Linked DNA regions of Mus musculus: region 2 is linked to region 1. The links are chromatin contacts, called in public HiChIP or PLAC-seq maps. All regions are on one chromosome and are shown on one strand. The core of a region is the stretch at or near the end of the contact, and the rest is flanking DNA. Distances in the headings are between cores, read along the strand shown.

Evidence for each region. HiChIP or PLAC-seq counts read pairs in DNA pulled down with a chosen protein or histone mark.
Region 2: a contact with region 1 is called in an H3K4me3 HiChIP or PLAC-seq map of intestinal crypt epithelium, with 8 times the contacts expected there. The contact joins the promoter of Slc2a2 here to the enhancer-like site in region 1. A contact is called at or near these places in 3 of 39 promoter capture datasets (embryonic stem cells, liver and stem cell-derived epiblast-like cells), 5 of 484 Hi-C or Micro-C datasets (embryonic stem cells, liver and palatal mesenchyme), 2 of 115 datasets of contacts at active chromatin or transcription factors (intestinal crypt epithelium and kidney) and 1 of 9 other capture datasets (embryonic stem cells).

Annotation. Positions count from the first base shown.
Region 1 is chr3:28,560,858-28,564,517 of GRCm38.p6, reverse strand. It overlaps Tnik (TRAF2 and NCK interacting kinase), which reads right to left. Exons shown (of 33, transcript NM_026910.1): 10 at 268-443. Among named protein-coding and RNA genes, the nearest start is that of Gm52603, 120 kb to the left of the region's middle. Within about 2 kb of position 1,652, at least 16 of the 459 cell types and tissues checked have an H3K27ac peak or open chromatin away from gene starts, as enhancers often do. A contact at or near this core is called in intestinal crypt epithelium, where this site is marked.
Region 2 is chr3:28,696,296-28,699,602 of GRCm38.p6, reverse strand. Slc2a2 (solute carrier family 2 (facilitated glucose transporter), member 2) reads right to left here and starts at 1,700. Exons shown (of 11, transcript NM_031197.2): 1 at 1,572-1,700. The coding sequence starts at 1,586.

The sequences.
Region 1 (3,660 bases), core at 403-2,902:
AAGTCACTTGTCGTCTACAGTGCTTCATAGTATCACCCATCATGGCTTTGTTTGGTGCCTAAAAGAAATATGGCTCACAGGTCGAATTTTTCCAAGGAGATTGGTAATTTCTTTTCACTCATTCCCCCGGCTCTGACCTAACAGGCAGATTTCACACGAAAGAATAATGCAGCCTATGAGGAACTCTCCAGTCACCTCCAAATATACCAAGAGCCCACAGTGAACTGCCTTTTGTTTCTTGCTCTGAAATACAAACAGGCAACTAACCTTTTTCTCCTCGCTTCTTCTTTGTTCGATCAATGTGGTCCTTCAGCTGGATGCGGACCTGCCTCTCATTAGGTTGGTCTCGTATGAATGGGTGCTTCATCAACTGCTCCGTGGCTGGCCGCTGGCTGTGATTCTTTACCAAGCAGCTCTCGATAAATGACTGGAATTTTTTTGACCTGCCAGACAAAAGAGATGAATTCACTGATAGAATGCTAACCTAAAAGAAAAGCAAATAAATACACCTTTTGAAATGTGACCAGAGAGAGAGAGAGAGAGAGAGAGAGAGAGAGAGAGAGAGAATGGTCCATCTGATGAGCACGGGGAACCAACAAATCACAGATCATCTCTCAGCCTATCAGCACAGTGAAGTTCGAGGGTGTGACCACCATTGACATAGACACAAGATAACATACAGTAGTTATACACATGGAAACGTTTCCATACTGGAACACAAGCTTGCACAGAAGGAACCAAGAGGACAATGACCTGTGAAGGGAAGAAGACAGGCAAGCACTCTAGAGTGAGGCAACTGAGGCTTTACAGACTCGGGAGGACCACATTCTCAGTGTGAAGAGGGTGACTCAGACGGGTGCCGAGTCAGTATAATCAGGGAGTTGGGAGTACTATACGCCAGGGAACACTACAGTGAGCAGCGTCCATCAGGCATGAAACACCAGCCAGAGTGTGGAAAACAGAGGAAGGAGGGGTGAGGCAGCTGCCTCATGGAAATGAACAAGATTCTCATATGATAAAAAGAACACAGATCGGAGTAATTTTGTTTGTTTTGTTTTGCTTTGCTTTGCTTTGCTTTGCTTTGCTTTGCTTTGCTTTGCTTTGTTTTGTTTTGTTTTGTTTCTTGAGAAAGGGTTTCTCTGTGTAACAGTCCTGGCTGTCCTGGAACTCTCTTTGCAGACCATGCTGGCCTTGAGCTCAGAGATCTGCTTGCCTTTGCCTCCTAAGTACTCGGATTAAAAGTGTGCACCACCACACCTGCCTGGGCCAAATGTCTAAATAGCAACCTTACAGTTGCTTCTGAATTCTGTTTTCTAGTCGACGATGAGGGAAAGATGGCCACCAAGATAAGGACTTGGAGATTTAGCTGTGGTATTTTAGCTCCTACACTTAACTAATCCCCACTCCCCTGAAGGCCCAATTTCTTTCTAGATAAAGCCTATGCTAAAGTGTTCTGGAAGCTGGGAAGCCCTGGAGGCAGATACCACAGCAGCCAGGGCAGGCAGGGCCACAGTGCAGCAGCAGTTACTGTGGACTTTAGCCTGGATTTATGGATAGAGCATGTGTGTCCTTGCTGAAAGTTCCAAGAAGTTATCCAGAGTTGGAAGTAATTAACTTCCCAGCTTCCCAGTGTGTGTGCCTTTCCAAGGCTCGCCACAGGGACCTCAGTGATTCTCCACCCAAGATCTCAGTGGAACCCCAGACAACGGAGCGCCCTGCCTACTCTGAAGGGAGCCAGGTTTTGCTCTCTGTTGCCCTCTTGTGGATGTACTATGGATTTCCCCCCATCCATCCACCTCCAAAAGAAGACTTTGTCATATTCCCTGACAGGAGCGTTTCCCAGAAACATATGTATTTCAGGGTTGAGGAAGTATCTTCATCGCATAGAACCCCATGAGCGGCGTGTCTTCCAGCATCCAAGGTCAAGAGAGGGTTGGGGAGAAGGCTCAGCAGGTAAGGTCATGTACAAACGTGACAACCTGGGTTCAATCCCAGACCCAAGTCAGAAGGCTGTGGGACTGTTAGCATCTGTTATCCTAGTCCCCAAAGGGAGACTTAAGGAAGTCTGGAGGCTCAGGGACAGCCATCTTGGAGTACATAGCAAGGCAGAAGCATCAAGAGAGACCCTGCATCGACAAGATGGAAGGAGAGAACCAACTCCTGACAGTTGTCCTCTGATCTCTATGTCTGTACTGTAACATGTGCTTGACTGCACACACACATACATACACGCACATAGACACACACACACACAGACACAGACACACACATACAGACAGACATACAGATATACAGAGAGAATAAATAAATAGTTAATATATATTATATGTGTACATAAAATAATGCAAGAAAGGGAGCGATTTGTTGCAAGGAGTAGTATGATTCTCTTTCCCAAACCAATCAACTAAAAAGAAAAAAGTGGGATAAATGACTCATCTAAGGAATGAACTGGAAACTATATGACAGGAACCTCAAAACAACATCGGCAAACCTGGCAAATGCCATGTGCTGCTCTGAGTAAGAAACCAGCATCAAAACCATTGAAAACCAGACTAACGTAAGACAGCTATAAAATATTCACAGGGAACATGAGTGCTCTCTCACTGGCGGCTAGGAGGGAGTGCTGATTTTTTATTGTAAAGTGCTCCACTATTAATTAGAGGGTGATAAATAAAAGCAATCACATCCAATTTGAAAAATGAGATCCAGACCTCAATAGACTGTGCATTCGTTTTTCAAACACTGACATGTAAAAACAAAACAACCAAAAAAAAAAAAAAAAAAAAAAGAGCCAGAAAAACCTTAAACTCTACGGGCAGAACAGTGCTCCAGCAGTGTTCCATTAAAAGAACTGGCTACAAGATCTCCCTTTTCAGAGCTCTGCTGGAGGGAACGACCTCTGTCCAAAGGACAGAGATAAGGCACAGAGCTTGCAGAGCCAGTAATACGTCTCTATCCTTTTTATAGGCATCATTTGAAGAGAAAATGTTGCTCACTTAAAACATACCCTCAAGTCTAGTGTGCTGGCACATTCCCATACTCCTAGCAACTTGGAAGGTTGAGGCAGGAGGATCACCATGAGTTTGAGGCTATAAGTTATATAGTGAATTTGGGGACAACCTGGACTACATAGCAGGGCCCCATTTCCACCAAGAATGACCCCAAAACAAACTCCCATGTCTTTAAAGAAGTGCTCACTTATTTTCTAAGTTGCTGTGACCAAGGAATCAATATGTTTAATTGCACATTTAATTACAAGTGAAAGAACTTCATGGAAGTTGAATACCTGTTTGCTCAGTATTTCGGTGGCTTAAAAGTAAATTTGTGGTACTGCTGGTAACTTAGCTTTGTCTCTTAGAATACAAAAAGATAACAACTTCCGGGAATGTTATCAATATAGCCTATGCTTGATGCTCACAGTCTGAGGAGGTGACAGAGTCACCCTGGTTACACAGTGAAGTTGGTTACTTTAGCCATTGTGATCAGGAGGGATGGATGCTTTGGATAGACATGATATCCATACAGGTAATTTTGGCATTGAAAATCTCTTTTAGTTTTCACAACTAGCCCCTTTCTCTGCCTTGGGCTTCATCGCTTGTGTGGCTCAGGGCAAATGACTTCTCTGCGCCCTCTTCCCTGGCTACAAATATAGATGCCTAC
Region 2 (3,307 bases), core at 451-2,950, 140 kb before region 1:
TTTCTGTGCATCAAGGAGTTGTCTATGCTGACACTCTAACTCTCCTGAGCACCACCCCCTGCCTAAGCCCTTAAACTTGAGCTGAATATGCTGTTCTTTATGGCAATCCCCACACTCTCTGTGCTCTCTCCTTAGACGGTTCCCTAGCTCTTCGAAGAAAGCTTTTCTTTAGTCTCTAAAGTACAGGGAAGTTGCAGAGCCTGAGCATCCTTCCTGGGCTGGTGCTGTTAAGCACCGTCCCTTCCTCTTGACATCGTCTAGACGTCAGGCCTACGAGGGCTGCCTTTCCATAGCTGCCGACTCTGTACAGCATCCCTGTACTTACTAATTTCAGGTTCTTCGTTAGTGAATCATCATTACAGTTCTCCCTGCTATAGCTTTATCCTGAGCTATAGTACTCACAGAATCTCTATTTCTCGGTCATTCTTTAAATATGCATTGTACAAATACATAACTGACATTTAAACATTTGCCCTCTAAGCCTTCCTCATGTTGTCTTTTACTGACTCTGAGCTCCGAAGAGATCACTTCATTCACAGATCACTAAAAGAAAGCCCAGATTGCCCGTGTCATACACCAGGAGTCCTTATGTTAGCACAGTGTAGAAAACACAAAGGCCAATTGATCTAGTCCGAGTCTCAGCAGCACACACAGCATTAGAACCCACCCCCGAGCCTGGCTGATTCCACAATACGTGGTGTCCCTCACAAAAGAGCACTCCGCACAGCCTCACCAGGTCAGTGTACGAGAATCTTAACAGGGGTGAAGATTTATCAACGTCTACACCATTGCCGTATGCAGGGGTTGGGGAGAACTTGTAAGCGCAGAAGAATGACACATTCTTTTGAAGGTTTTATTTGAAAAAGCCTTCTATCTACAGAGACATTGAAATACCAGGAAAATGAAAACCCCACAGCCTTCACTTTGCTCCCCAGTAATTACCTAACACTCACCACATTGGTTTCTTAACGCGTATTGGTTTGGCTGAACCATTTAAAATTAAGCTGCAGGTTAATTGTGTCACCTCATTCCTAACGACTTCAACTGGTACTCTCCTTAAGAACAAAGGCAAAAATCCCTGTCTGATTGCAATGCTGTCACAGCCATGAATACAACACAGGCTATGCTAGTATTAGCTAAGAGTCAGCCCAAGGTCATAGTCCCCCAGATGGTGCTTCATCCGATCATTTCTTCTTCTTCCCATGGTCCAAGGTCGCCTGCAACAATCAGTTCTCAGTCTCTGAATCTAGAACTACCTTTCATTCCTGGACATTTTTTGAACATTCCAGATCCACTTTCATGATTTGAGTCCTGTTAACTTTCCCCAGATCGTGGGGGTGGTAGGTACATTCTTACAATAGCTATTCAAAACAGCAAATATCCTGAAAAGTCCGATTACTGAATAAGAACATGGAATTTGCTTAGTAGCCAAAAGGATTAGTAATTGACCAAGCAAAGAGGTAGCCTGGACCTGTGGTAACTGCATCCAGTGCCAGCGTATAAGTTCACTGCCTTAAATAGATTCCCAACCTCCTCAAAACCAAAGCCAAAGGACCCCAAGGTCGCTGTACCTTGTCTTCTGACATTGTGTGTGTGTGGAATTGTCCTCTTAATCCAGGTCCTGTACTGAATGTGGATGAATAGCTGACCAGCCAGAGTGCTCACTCTACCTGGTTATACATTGTAGGAGGAGGAGGAGCAAAGAGAGGTAGTTCTGACCTTTTTAACAGAAGCTGAGTATTGATGGTAATCCAATCAATACACCCTTTACCCCAATGACTTGTGGCTTGAGCACAGTAGCAGGTCTCATAAGTATAAGTTACAAACCAGAGACAGACCCATTTTCAGCCTGATAAGTGTGGCAGAAATGGGACAGGGACAGCTGAGAGGGGCAGCCTGTGGGGTCTTTTGTGGAAGCCGAGGCATGCAGTGGTGTCGGGAAGACAAAGTTGGGAGGGCACAGAGCAGTTTGTTCTGCAGAAAATTAGTTCTGTGGGCTCTGTGGCCACAGAGTGTGGCAGCATCGGTTATCTGTGTGAGGTGTGGAGGGATCTGCACTGGGGTTGGAATCACAGCATTTTAGTGAGGATGAACTTAAGCGAGTCAAACCCTGTGACTTTTCTGTGTCTTAGGTTTCTACTGTTTGATTTTTGGCCTGATAAAATAGGGAAGATAGCACACTCATTTTGTTTTGTTGAGGGGATTAAGGGAAATAACGTGATAAATGTTTGGCACAGAAAAAGTTCTCAGTAGATAGTGGCAATGTGCTTTCTACTGTTATTATTAAGTCAGTGTATCTCAAGATGAGAGTGCGGAGCCAGATGCGGTGGCGCACATCTATAATGCTCTAACTGGGGAGGCTGTGCATTGGAGACTCACTGGATCACATGAGAGTTGTAGGATAGCCTTGGCTACACATAGAGAGCCTGGTTGGGAGCCGTAGTGTGCTTGCTATAGCCTTGGCTTTCCAGTGAATTCTGCTTACGTGTCTTGACCCTGTTTCTTCCTAGGAATCCCCTGTGGCATCTGATACAAAAATACTGGGGGAGATACCAAAGTTTGGGTAGCTTCCCTGGGACTGCCAGCTGTGGTCACTGCCATCCACACAGTCCATCTGGATGGAGCCAGTTTACAGCAGAGGAAATGTAAGAACCGGTGGCCAAATGACAGGAACATGAAGGTCGGAAGGAAACTGGGTTTAATTAGTCTGACGTTTTCCCATCTCTTCTCATTCATTCATTCATCCATTCATTCATTCTCTGTCTCTCTCTCTCTGTCTGTCTCTCTGTATATGTGTTATATGTGTACTCCTCTGTGTGAAGGCCAGGAATCAGTATTGAGAGTCTTCCTCTATTACCCTATTATCCTGTCTCTATTTGCGACAGGACCTCAGAGACTCTGAAAGCCATACGTGTGGGCAAGCTGACAGGCCAACGGATCCACTCCAGTGCAGGGATTATAGGCACTGTCAGGCCATGCCTAGATTTTTGTTGTTTTTAATGTGTGTCCACATTTCTGTAAGGTGACAACACGGGAGGCAAACAACTAAGTTCAAAGCCCAAACTTCAGCAGAGCTCAGCATGGTTGTATGCTCTAACTTATCACCAATGAGACCCAGTCACCTCCTGCCAGGACTTTACACTGAAGTGGGGACACAGCGTGCAATGTCTTAGAAGGCAGGCATGGAAAGGGCTAATAGCAGTGACATTAATCTTTATAGCGTTCCCTTCCGTGCCAAGAACTGCTCAGCACTTCTCAGAGCTGGACTCGCTTACTCGGCACAGTGCTGGTGTGGTGGCATAAGAGA